Linked DNA regions of Mus musculus: regions 1 and 2 are each linked to region 3. The links are chromatin contacts, called in public promoter capture Hi-C maps. All regions are on one chromosome and are shown on one strand. Each heading gives the region's core, a stretch centred on a gene start, on an enhancer-like site or on the middle of the called end of the contact. The rest is flanking DNA. Distances are from core to core; before and after follow the strand shown.

The links. Capture Hi-C pulls out chosen DNA fragments and counts their contacts.
Region 1: a contact with region 3 is called in a promoter capture Hi-C map of adipose tissue. The contact joins two enhancer-like sites. A contact is called at or near these places in 3 of 9 other capture datasets (adipose tissue, liver and pancreatic islet).
Region 2: a promoter capture Hi-C map of adipose tissue shows a contact between it and region 3. The contact joins two enhancer-like sites. A contact is called at or near these places in 2 of 484 Hi-C or Micro-C datasets (CD4 T cells and ECoMG-derived neutrophils), 2 of 115 datasets of contacts at active chromatin or transcription factors (double positive thymocytes and microglia) and 2 of 9 other capture datasets (adipose tissue and liver).

The regions. Positions count from the first base shown.
Region 1 is chr5:53,880,507-53,885,130 of GRCm38.p6, reverse strand. It overlaps Tbc1d19 (TBC1 domain family, member 19), which reads right to left. Exons shown (of 21, transcript NM_144517.4): 16 at 1,437-1,469. Among named protein-coding and RNA genes, the nearest start is that of Gm40305, 45 kb to the left of the region's middle. Within about 2 kb of position 3,285, at least 26 of the 459 cell types and tissues checked have an H3K27ac peak or open chromatin away from gene starts, as enhancers often do. A contact at or near this core is called in adipose tissue, where this site is marked.
Region 2 is chr5:53,935,695-53,940,118 of GRCm38.p6, reverse strand. All of the region lies in intron 2 of Gm40305 (a long non-coding RNA gene), which reads right to left. Among named protein-coding and RNA genes, the nearest start is that of Gm40305, 10 kb to the right of the region's middle. Within about 2 kb of position 2,763, at least 44 of the 459 cell types and tissues checked have an H3K27ac peak or open chromatin away from gene starts, as enhancers often do. A contact at or near this core is called in adipose tissue, where this site is marked.
Region 3 is chr5:54,071,045-54,075,438 of GRCm38.p6, reverse strand. Stim2 (stromal interaction molecule 2) reads right to left here. Exons shown (of 12, transcript NM_001081103.2): 3 at 45-159. Among named protein-coding and RNA genes, the nearest start is that of Stim2, 75 kb to the right of the region's middle. Within about 2 kb of position 1,953, at least 27 of the 459 cell types and tissues checked have an H3K27ac peak or open chromatin away from gene starts, as enhancers often do. A contact at or near this core is called in adipose tissue, where this site is marked.

The DNA of each region.
Region 1 (4,624 bases), core at 2,036-4,535, 190 kb after region 3:
GCGTCTCTCCTCTACCCTAGCCCCTTACAGGTACCTAAGCTCTGAGGTTATTTGTATTGTAGCACACATATTGAAGGCTTAAAGTCTAATGTCCACACATAAGAGAAAACATACAAGATTTGTATTTTTGTGTCTAGGTTATTTCATGGAGAATAAAATGGATGCTTTGTCCATTTACTTGCTATTTTCACAATTATATTTTTCTTTTGTATACATGCACTACATTTTTATTATCTATTCATCAGTCAAAGTACATATAACCTGTTTCCAAGTTCAGGCTACTATGAATATAGCAGCAATGGACACGATGAGTAGTGCATTCCGCTGAGGTAGGACAGAGTCCACTGATATTGGATAGACAGAATCAAGAGCGGTATAGCTGGATCTTAGTTACTTAGTTTTGTACCCCATTTTTTGTTTTTGTTTTTTTTCAAGACAGGATTTCTCTGTATAGCCCTGGCTGTCCTGGAACTCACTTTGTAGACCAGGCTGGCCTTGAACTCAGAAATCAACCTACCTCTGCCTCCCAAGTGCTGGGATTAAAGGCGTGTGCCACCACCGCCCGGCTTGTACCCCATTTTTAATTGGATTATTTGTACTGCTAATGTTCAGATTTTTTAGTTCTGTATATATTTTAGATACCATCTCTCTATCTGATGTATAATTACTAAATATCTTTTCCCACTCTGTAGGCTGCGTCTTTGCCCAAATTATGGAGTCCTTTGCAATATAGGAGCGTCTCAGCTTCCTGAGTTCCCATTAATTAACTGTTGGCTTTAGTGCTGTGCTAGTGGGGTCCTGGTCAGAATGTCCTTTCTGCGCCAGCGAGTTCAACTCTATTCTCCCCTCTCTCTTCTATCAGATTCAGGGTATCTAGTCTTATGCTGAGGTCCTTAATGCATGTGAAGCTGAACTTTGTGCAGGGTGATGAGTACTGATGGGTTTTCTTTCTTCTACATGCAGCCATCCAATCTGATGAGCTCCAGTTGTCCAAGATGCTGTATTTTCTCCAGCGTTTTTTGCTTCTTTGTCAAAAACAAAAACAAAAACCAGGCATCCACAAGCATGTGAACTTACGTCTCAGGCTTCTGTTTGATTCCATTAACACTGGTCAATATGCCCAGTTTTGTGCTGGTTCCCTGCTGTTTTTATTACTATAGTAAAACTAAATATTAATGTATTCTCATCCCGTTAGGTTTGATGGCAAAGCTCATAGCAACCGTCACAGTGTGCTTTAATTCTCATCTGCTGAGAAATCATTATCTGAACAATTGTGATCTTTATTTTGAATTTTCTTAAATAGACATATAAAAATACTAAATTTAATGGTTTACATGTATACAATTCATTGTATAAATGGTGAGATAATGAGCATTCCCACTATGCTGAAATTTCCCAAACATAACAAAACTGATGACTATATTGGGCCAACTTACCATACATGGAAAACCCATGGAAAGGGATGACACCTGAAACGTAAACAGAGCATCAGTCACACACTGCTGCTTCATGCACGAGTTAAAGACTCAAAACTGCAAATGCACAGGTTTCTACTTTCTGCTTCGACTTTGTCTGAAATGTCAGAAAGACAGTGTTGGTAACCAACAACAGTTGTTTTAATACTCTTAGAAAAGTAAACTAGACAATTTCAAACTTGTATCTGAGACTGAGTAAGCAAGGAGTTAGTCATGAGGCAACTGTGGAAAACTACCATTGTGCCTCCGCCTAAGGTGAGAGTTAGAAAGGAGAGAACTGGCATTCTGCTCCTGTGAGTCCAGGTACAGTCAGATTGCAGCTATGAGCATGAGCATCCTTGACTGCAGCTAGGTTGTTCCCACTGTGTCAGAAACTAAGGAAGTCGTTATCCCTTCCCAACTGTGACTCATGTACTAGCAAGGAGTCAACTTATTATTACCCTCAAAAGCCCAGGTCTCAGGTTTAACTGTAACAGCATCTGCATTATGCTTTGGACCTTCTCCTTTGTGGCTTTTCAACAGAATCATGGCAAGGAATGCCCTATAAAGGCGGAGGGTTCACCAGGATTTGTAAGGAGCAGAAAGATAACCTTATTCCCATGAATAAATGTATCACACACCTCATAAATATTTACAATACATTAAAAAAGTCAACAGGGCAACACCCAATGGTCTGTCCAGTCCCCTTGCCCTGCATAGCGCCCTCCCCCAACACACACACACAGGTTTGGATCCGCCTGCTCCAATCTCTTTGGGTTGTACTATCATTTTGCTTTGCTTTCTGCTACACTATCTGTGTCTCTCAGCTCAGTTGTTTCTTTTGAAAAGACTAGATTAAAGAGAAATCTACTGATGAGACATTCAAATTCATTTTCTACTGAGATGGCAGAGCAGTAGAAACTAATATACATGCTTACAAAGAAGGGCATCAAGCTGTAAGGCTGGCCATGGAAGTAAATTTGAGAACTGTTCCTCTTAAACAACTGCATCCCACACTAGCGTCCAGTCGGCCAAGGATCAGTGAGATTTTCAAGGCATTTTTTGTAAACATCACTTTATCTAAACTATCACAACATCAATTTTACTAATAATTATATTCTTGGAGTGATTTAGGAGACATATTGACAGGGCTATAGTATAAATCTATATGGTACAATAATTGGCAAGAACTTTACACAAAGTCCACATCAGTTGCAAAGAAAGACTTAAAGTGTAACTTTAGCACACTAAACATCTTGTTATATTCCATGAAAAGTTGGAATTTATATAGCCTTGGTTCCAAACAGAATACTTGTAATTTATACTACTGAATATCTTGTAGTACACTAAATTAGTTTATCAATGCACTCTAGAAAAAAACCCCAAAATGTTTTTATTGATGTGATTGCTTACTTATTTTAACGTATAGAAATGCTGCATACTTCTAACCAATAAGGAGGCAGACCAGCACCAGCACCAGCCACCTAGCCTGAGTTCTAAGAACTCACAGTTGGATCTCAGTCTAAAGCATGCCCATCCATAAAGGACATGGGCTGTTCCCAAGGCTTGCTTGTGCTATGCTGGGTCAAACTCCGGCTCCCTGTGATGCCTACTTTGTAGTCCCAATTTTGACCATGAAAGTCATATACAACCCTTCTGGAAATGTGCAGAAATGGTTAATTTTGCCCCAGCTCTGTCACAAGTGGGAACCCTCTGAGGTTCTATGAGGCTCTTGATTTGTTCCTCAGAAAAAATAGTCTGGCACAGATCCCCATTTTATTCTCCTCTGAAAGCCGATGACTAAAACCTCTAAGTATTTTCCTCCCCACACAGCCACAGCTAAGACAGTGCATTTAGACAGTTGTTTTTGGACCTGAGTAGGGTCTGTGTTCTTATCTGCTACATTTCTTCTTTGTGAACTATTCCGGTTGGGAGATAATTAATGGGTTTGGATTGTTATCTAATGTGCTTGCTAGTCTCCCGGATACATACTATCTATGTTCTCATTCAAGGCAATATAAAAATGGTGACAGAGAAAGGGTGAGGATAGTAACTGTCCCTAGGCTTCAGTGCATGGCCCAGTGCCCTGCTGCAGTCAGTGAAGGCCATGACTGGTGACAGCATACTTGCTTGGCCAATCTAGTTTTGTCACTTAGGAGCTTTTTGTGTCTTTCAGTAAGCTTCTTAACTTCTGCAAGCGTCACTTCCCTTATGCACAAATCAGAGAACATAAACCTACTTTACATGGTTAAATGAGATAATAACTATGGCTCAGAAGTAAAATGCATGGGTTTGTAGTAAATGTATACAGTTGATATAGGCATTCACAAAATAATGTCAGTATTTCTTTGTTAAAAACAATTCAATAAGAGCATCATCATGGGAACCCCGTTATTATTGTGAGCTAGTGTGCCAGACCACCCAGAAGTTAGGCAGCAGGGGTCTGAAGTGTCACCTGCTCTAAGTCTAAAGAACTCTTTCTCCGGTGTCTCACCTGAAAGCATGAGGCACATTTATAATACACTGGGCTACTTTGGCAGCTTCTGGTGCTTATTAAGGTTCTTGTTATCGCTCTTTGTTTAGCCTCTATGCTTTGAAAATGGTCTCCCTTTTAATGCCCAGCAGGCCCTCCCTCCCCTACACTAGGAGGCTGAGGTCACTGGCATGAACTCTGGCCTGTCTGTTGTTTATTCCTGACTATTTCTTACTTGCATCCTCAGCAGGAAGACATTTCCGTTCCCCTTTCAGCTCGCTAAATCCTGTTTCCTTAACTTCTCCAGCTGTCAGCAAGATAATTCCACTGTGAGCTAGGAAAAGCTGTTATGCTTTTAAAGGAGTATTTACACAAACAAATAGTAATATGGAGCAGAGAGAGAGTGGCCAGGAAAACAGACCATTTACCCATTGGCTGGCTGTACAACAAGCCTGCCAATCCCTGATTTGGAATCGTGTCCATCAGCTCTCCTTCCTCCTTCACGTTTATTATCCCACAAGTATCTCCTGAACCTCTAGGATATGCTGGATGTTCTTCTAAGGACTGCAACTGGCCGTTTGTAATGGAAAAATCATAAAATACGTTTCTACATTCAGACAGTAATAAATGCTATCAAGAAAAATAGCAGACTAAAGAGGGATGAGGGGCACAGTCAGGCCAGGCAAAGGGAGAAGAA
Region 2 (4,424 bases), core at 1,514-4,013, 140 kb after region 3:
AAACAAAGTAGAAGAAACAAATCTTCAAAGCACAGAACTGAATTTTCCAGAGAGCTTTCTTTATGTTTATTGATCCTACTCTGCACATCTGCCCTTCTCTAGCTTCCAAATCAGAACCCTCTCAATCACCTTGGGCTTTGCATGTGTGTCCTAGTATAGTGTTGTGTAAGTGTTTGCATGTTTGTCTGTAGCTCACCTACAACTGATTGTGTTTGTTTGTTTGTTTGTTTTTTACTTGTGGGATAAGCTCTTAGAAGATGCTCAAATGAATGGACTTAGAACATATAAGAAAGGTCACATAATCGGAAAAAGAAGAAGAAGAAACCTGCATGGTCTCCCTCACATGCAGATCTTAGTCTATAATACATATGAAAACAATGTATATTCTCTATGTATATAATACATGTAAACAAGTATACCCGTGGGTACAGTATAAAATGTAGGAAGGAGAACAAGGAGGAATAATTGTTAGGTGATGAGAACAGGCTTGGTGCAGGTAGTGGACACTTGAGTGGCGTCATGAAAAAGGTTATAAAGCTAATTGTTTTTCTAATTTTAACTCTGACATGGATTTTGCATTTTTGGTGATGGATAAGCGTATAGAAATATATTCGATAAGGAAAGTATTAAATCCAATGTGAAGCTTCAGAGCTCCAGAGTGTCTATTCTAGTGTACAAAATTCATTAAAATGGACAGATTTTGGGTTTGCTTAATTTCGATATGTGATGGTTTTTATTGGCAAGTTCTGTATAATAAAGTTTTCGTACAATTTTAAAAAAATCAAAAAGATGTTCCACATTGTTACTCCTTCCTTATGAGGAAAAAAAAAAACACAAATGAAAAGTATTTGGAGGAAGATGCTGTGCCTCTTGACTTGGCCGTGATCCAAAAGCTCTGTAATCCTCTGCAGTGGTGGAGTTGCGCGCAGTGACATTCTTATCCACTGCTGGTGAGACCGTGACCCACTGCGATGACCCCCAGGGAGGGCAATCTGCCTGACCTCCACATGCACATTTCCAGCAGTTGTGTGTTTGGGAAATGATTCTACAGATATGTTTGCCAGAGGAAAAGGTAAGTATTTAGGGATTGTATTGACAAAATGGTAAAAGCAACCCCAATATTCACTAATAGGGGACCAGGTTCTTGTAACTCGATCAAGTGGAAACTAGGATGGCCACATAGTAGGTGACAAAAGAGGTCTTTGTGCACTTACAGACTTACAAAGAAGCGTGTTCGTGTATGTGAACATCCAATTGTCTGTGCAAAATACCATGGGGTGGAGAATCAGCATACTTAACTGTATAAAAAAACTTCTGGCCGGGCGTGATGACGCACGTCTTTAATCCCAGCACTCGGGAGGCAGAGGCAGGTGGATTTCTGAGTTCGAGGTCAGCCTGGTCTACAAAGTGAGTTCCAGGACAGCCAGGGCTATACAGAGAAACCCTGTCTCGAAAAACAAAAAAACCCAAACAAACAAAAACAAAAAACAAACAAACAAACAAACAAACAAACAAAAAAACTTCTGGTAGCATATCTCTGGTAAGGCAAGAGATAGAACTGGGCAGATATGAGACACAGATGGGAGAAAGTTTTCACTATATGCGTTCTTTGAATTTAATTTATATTATTTTATAGCTATTATTATAATATTATTTATTATTACTTATTATTATATTACTTAGCTCCTAGTTACTCTTAGGCCCTCATCCTCCCATATATTTTGAGACAACTTAATCTAATTTCTATCTTCCCCAATGGCAATTGGTTACATTTATGTCTTGATTTTGGTGAGATTGTCTTTTGTAATACATTCGCAATCAAGACTGAATTATTTCTGCCGCCCCCCACCCCCCGCCATCTTGGCTTAGATCTTTGATAAGCTGTTACTACTTCATGCCCTTCATGTTAAATCATTTTTAATAAAAATATCACCTTTATTGTAATTAAAATATGTTTCCCATTCTCCTTTCTAAGTGCTGATTGTCAACAAGAGAACATTTCAAGTTCCTTATCTAATTCCTGAAATGCTGATAAAATTATCCTTTTTATTTAAATTTTTTTTCTGTATGGGTGTCTCATTTGCATGTGTGATTATGCACCACATGTGTGCCTAGTGTCCACAGAAGTCATAAGATGGCATCAGATCACCTGACACTGGAAATACAGGTGGCTGTGAACTGCTACGTAAGTGCTGGGATCTGAACTTGGCTTTAGAGTAGTCGATGCGCGTAACCATTGAGCCATCTCTGCAGAACCTAACCATAGTGTTCTCGAAGCACATAACTACATTCTCAGCATAGACATCTTATTTCAATGGTCACAACTGTTATTTCATATTCTATTTTAATGAATTTGTTAGATTCCAAGAACAAGTACTAATAATACTTGTAACTTCATTTTCAGGCTCCTGGCTTCAATGGAGGCAAGTCTAGTTATTGTTATTTTGGTTTAATACGAAGCTGAGAGGTTGTTGCTTTAAAGGCATAGAGGAACTGAACCTTGGGGTTTCCTGTGATTCAATAGAAGCGTTTGTTCTTCTCTCCCACACCTATTTTAGATGTTCATTTCAAATTGCTTGTACAGTGCATCAAATGTATGGTATGCTGATTGTGGTAGACTGTTACTAAATCAACTGTACTTGCATATGTTTCCTGCCTCTTTGGGCTCTTCTTTCCCACATCGATTTCACACACGCATCTGACTCTAGCCAACTGGACATGGGCAGGCATGATGCAATCAGAGCCGGATAAGCAATTGCACAATAGAACTGGTGCTCTTGGAAGAGGTCTGCACTCAGAATCCTGTACAGTGTTGGAGGAAAGATTGGGCTAGTCTATGAATGATAAGAAGCTGTTTTGTCCCATTCAGCGACCATTATGTAAGTCACACAGTAACACTACATGGATGAGAATTCCTCATCTGAGTTCATCCAGGCCACAGAATCACACAGAGTAATAATATAGTGCATTAAATTAGTGATTCTCAACCTGTGAGTTGTGACCCCTTTGTGGGTGCCATGACCTTTTCACTGGGGTTGTTTATCAGATATCCTGCATATCAGATATTTACATTACGATTCAGAACAGTAGCCAAATTACAGTTATGGATTAGCAATGAAAATAATTTTGTGGTTGGGGGTCACCACAACATGAGGAACTGTATTAAGGGGTCACAGCATTAGGAAGGTTGAGAATCACCATTTTAAATTAGTTTATTTGATGTTTATAACCAAAAAAACACATCCCCGGGAGATTGTTGTAATAATGAACCATGGTGACAGATTTTTCTGATCTGAGGTAACCCCAAATATGTAACTGCTATCTTTTACTTACCACTCTTGATTAACTGCTAGACTCTTGTTGGGTGATTTATTTTCTCATTTAATTTTTGATAATTCTAATATTGTATTACAGAACTTAGGTTTCTCTGTGGCCCAGAGTTATCCAGGTTACATTTTAGCCATCGATTTTGAACAGTTAAACACTCGACTGTGAAACTGTCTGGTCATAAAACCTTCCAGTGTTGACATCATCCTTTCCAGATCCTCTAGAGGAACTCATGCTTAGAGTTTCTAGATTTTTGATATTTTTACATGTCACTTATAGAATATGCATGCTATATATTTTGAAATATTAATACTTAAGGCATTTTGCGACTCTCAGTTTCTTTCACGTATGTAATTGTGCCTCTTATTTCTAAGCTTTTGTGCTTTACTCTTTCTTTTTTAATACTTCTTTTTTTGGGAGGGTGTGTTGGGAGTTGATCTAGGGTCTTACACATTCTGATCAAATGTACCATTGAGTTATATTCATAACTCTTAGTGATTTCTTTTACCCTCTATGAAGATCTTCTAATCTATTTAGTAAGCTTTTCAAACACTTGAACGTGTGATGGATTTACTATTTATTATATGGCCTTTTAAATTTTTCATCTTTATTAATTTAATCTTTTTTTTTCTTTTTAAAAGTTCTATTTCAAAATTGAAAGCTTCACCAAGGAAGAACTTCAGTGCTCTGCCAGTCTCTTCCCTCCACCTTCACTCCCTGGGTGATCTTTTAAAAACAATCATCAAAATATTCATATTTTAATGGATAAATATTAAGTGGGGTGATAATTATTTCTTTTTTTATCTTTTTATTAGATATTTTCCTTATTTACATTTCAAATGTTATCCCCTTCCCTAGTTTCCCCTCCGAAAACCCCCTATTCCTGCTCACCAACCCACCCATTCCTGCTTCTTGGCCCTGGCATTCTCCTATACTGGGGCATATAAGCTTTACAGGACCAAAGGCCTCTCCTCCCATTGATGACCAACTAGGCCATGCTCTGCTACATATGCAGCTAGATATGCTGAGTTCCACCATGAGTTCCACCATGTGCTTTCTTTGGTTGGTGGTTTAGTCCCAGGAGCTCTCAGGGTACT
Region 3 (4,394 bases), core at 704-3,203:
CAGAAGCAGACAAGCCAAGGCTCCAGAGCACTGCACAGTTTTACCTTCTGATGTTTTCCACTGTTTCCACAAATCCTCAACAGTTATGTGCTTATCTTCTCTGTGCAGGTGACTATGTTTATTCGTAGCATCTTTATATTTCATATCTTCTCTGATAAACTATGAAAGAGAAAACATTAAGTTAAACATAAGTAAGATCCTTTGGGCCTGATAAACTAAGAACAAGAGTGTTATGTGGTGTCTTTTTTCCAGACACTAATACACTGTTGGTATTTTAAGCCATTTTCTCATGCTTGCTAAACACATTTTACAAAATGTCTTCTAATCATGAAAACAGAGGCAGTGAGGTTTTTATTCAAAGTTTATCACTTAATAGATATGAGTCTACATTTATTTACACTGCATGTGAATACACATCCACACACACAAAGATTTAGAAAGCCATAGAGTCTGAACTTGGTGATGGTCCTGTGAGGAAGGCACTACTGATATTTCACAAATGGGAAGCTGTCTTAGTCAGGGTTTCTATTCCTGCACAAACATCATGACCAAGAAGCAAGTTGCGGAGGAAAGGGTTTATTCAGCTTACACTTCCATACTGCTGTTCATCACCAAGGAAGTCAGGACTGGAACTCAAGCAGGGCAGGAAGCAGGAGCCGATGCAGAGGCCATGGAGGGATGTTCTTTACTGGCTTGCTTCCCCTGGCTTGCTTCCCCTGGCTTGCTCAGCCTGCTCTCTTATAGAACCCAAGACTACCAGCCCAGAGATGGTCCCACCCACAAGGGGCCTTTCCCCCTTTATCACTAATTGAGAAAACACCCCACAGCTGGATCTCATGGAGGCATTTCCTCAACTGAAGCTCCTTTCTCTGTGATAACTCCAGCTGTGTCAAGTTGACACAAAACTAGCCAGTACAGAAGCCAAGGCGAGGGAGGCTAAGTAACATGCCCAAGATTAAGACAATGGACAAGCATTGAGACACCAACCAATGTCACAAGCTACAGTCAAGCACACAGTTCAGCTACTGTCACAATATTACATTTTGACACACAATCAGTGATGAGGTATTTCCAACAAAACTAACACTAATCTCAATCACTTTTACCATAGTATTTTTCTACCATCTAAGCTATTACTCAAAGTAGGCTACAATGTAATACTAGCATATTTTATAAACCTATGCATACCCTTATTAAGCATACCTTAAAATATTTAGAGATAAAGCAGCAAAATTAAGCTCTGTTAAAACTTAACCAGATCTTTAATATTTCTTTTCCACTGTTCAATAAATTTAAAAATTTTATTTTTTATAGCCTGTAAATCATTTACCTCCTCAAACTTTCTCCAAATAAAAGTACTACTCTAAATATACAATATTTTAAATCATTGTGCTTTCTAACTCAACATTTCTCCTCCTCTTCTCCTCCTTCTTCTTCTGTTTTGTTATTTTATTTTATCTGTCTTGACTATTACTTAGTTTCAAAAGAAGATCATAGACTGTTTCAGAAATTCAGAATGCAGAAAGTCACAGTCCCAAGTGTCTTTAACCCAAAAAGCAAAGTTCTTATTTTTTTATATATTAACAATCAGCAGCATCTCAGACATGACAACATTCTGGTTTGACAAGAATAAACGACTTAACAGCTATATAATAATATTAAGCAAATCATTTACTTTTCTAAGCTTCAAAACTTTTTGTAAAGGTATAGTTAAAAGGGCTTGTCTGGCTATTCCCGCCCACCCTTCCTACTCTTCCAAACTGCTATCTTTAGGATCTAGTAGAATACTTAGGGGATGTGGGATCACTGTACCTGAGATGCTTAGAACCTGCTCTTCTTGGAAGAGATCCAAGGGCTGAATAGAAAATCGAGACTGAAAAGCATGATGAGAGACTGAGCAAAGAGGAAGCCAGCTTTGGAAACAGTCCAGTCAGCTGGAACAAATAGCAACTGTTCCATTTATGGGATACACATCAAAAAGAATGTCCCAGGAAATCCTCCTCACTGTGTGAGCACTAGTCACTGAAAAGGACAGTTCTGTGGCTTTAGAAATGAGCTAGTTTCCATCCATGTGGATGAGATGTGATACTTAGCTAATATCTGAGAAATTACAGAATAAGTTGATGGCTATATATGAAGTGTGTGCTTAACAAATCAAGAGGGAGTGTGGGTAACAGAACACTGGTGACATGGAGGCAAAGGGGAGAAGAATGGAGAGGAAGGCCTAAGTGCAAAGAGGCGAAGGCAGGAAGGCAGAGCCGGGGAGAAGGAGACTAACACTAGGAAGCTTTGAAACAGTAATGTGGAAGCCTACTGTTCTATAAACTCCATGTGTGTGCTTTCCATGTGAGAGGGAGCGCCCCTACACAGGATAAAAAGTTCCTCCAAAAACTATGGGTTCTTAAACAATAACCCTAGTACCAAGAGTAGGATACTTCCCCTAGAGTTGTTTGGGATGCCCCAAAACCTCCCCCAACAATAAAATAACCATTTTTAAGAAAGCTAGGTAAAATCCAAATAGATGGAATTATACTTTTCCTAGAATTATCTAAAAATACTTTTGCTTTAAGCAAACATGACCACAGGATAATAAAACTTTGCAACAACAAACTCAAAGGCACATCTGGCTCCATTAAGCTCTCCTCTCTATCCTATAAAACACAAAATTGTGCCTGCTCGCTCAGATTTCTCTAAGCTATTAATTTGGTGGGGAAAAAAAAGGCCAACTAGAGAAATTTTGAAAATTCATAAATAACTAAAAAGATAAGCAAAAGACAACTCATTTAACTTACTAAAATACATGAGTTGAGAAATCTGAAAGCAAAATTTGAAATTCAATTAAGTAAATAACATCCTTGGTGGACATGTCTAATCACACACAAACCTCCTCCAAGAAATCGTAAGCTGACAGTACTAACCAGGACTGCTCTGTGAATAAGTGCTTACTATATATGCTTTTCAAAGGGAGTCACAGGGATAGCCATACTAAATAAGCTATTCTAGTACCACTAAACACATTTCAGTTTTTGCACCTGTAATATCTATCACGTTTTTTGTACTGTTGCTTTTGTGACTCTTCTGTAATAAAAGCTAATGCATATCACTAAAACTATTATTGGACATTTATTCTGTTTCGTTTCAGCCCTTTCCCCTAAGAACTACTATCTTAATAAAGCCCCATGCCTATATCCCATCATCCTCCCCGACTCTATCACCCACTTACACAGCTACTGGATCAGAGGGCAGATAGCTCACCTAAAGGAGAACTGCAACTATACAAGAATGATAGGGTTTTTACACACACACACACACACACACACACACACACACACACACACACACACACACACACACACACACACCAAAACCCTGCAATTAAAATCATGGAAGTCCATGCTTTAGCTATGACTCTGGATCTTCAAGGAGGTAAATACTCTGGTTTTAAAAGTACCATAGCAGGAGCAGTCGCCATGAACCAGGTGCTAAGTGACCAGCTGACGCCAATAAACACGCAGAGAACAAGTGAGGACAGCAGCAGAGGTAACTCAGAGAGGAAGAGGTTAGATGGACGCACAGGTGGCCCAGAGCCGCCTCAGTGACTTCCTACTTTCAATTCCTGGACTGCGCAGGTTTTATTCTACTCTCTGGTATATAAAATCTGGACCCCCAATAAGCCTCAATACTCAAGAGACACGACTTATCACCACACTCAAAACTCTGGAATCTGACATACATTCAAAGTCTGAGTACCACTGTCACTTAACTTCTCTTCTGTCTCCTACTTCCCGATATTACGGAGTTCCACTTAAGATATTCTAAAACAAAACATGCCAGACTAAAATGTGGAAGAAAACTAGAGCCTCTTCCCTGACGATGGAAGCAGAGAGACTTTCCCAAAGCACACATGTCGTCAAAATATCATGCGATCTCAAGGCCTAGTGAGTGAGTCACTACAGCAGATGGGTCCTTATCACCAACTTAAGGGTAACATGGAGATAGCTTAGTGTAGGATCTTAGAAGGAAGAACACACAACAGGAAAACTGCCACTCCTGTGCCCACTCTTTTATTTTATTAATTTGTTATTAATATTTTTAATACACAAATAAAATTAATTGCATGTTCATGGATGTGGAATTTCAGGATAGAGCAGAAAGGAGTTTCTCCTTCCACCATTCGGGTTCCATGAAGCTTGGTGGTAATGCCTTTGCCTGATGAGCTACCTCTTCAGCCACATTCTCACTTTAAAGATGAGACACAAGCACACGCCACCAAGCCTGAAGATCTGAGTGAGTGCAACACCCAGAGCCACAGAAAGAGAGAACCAACTCCTCTAAGTTGTCCTATGACTTCCACCGGTGTGCTGTGGCACTCGTGCCCCATCCCAGCCAGCCAG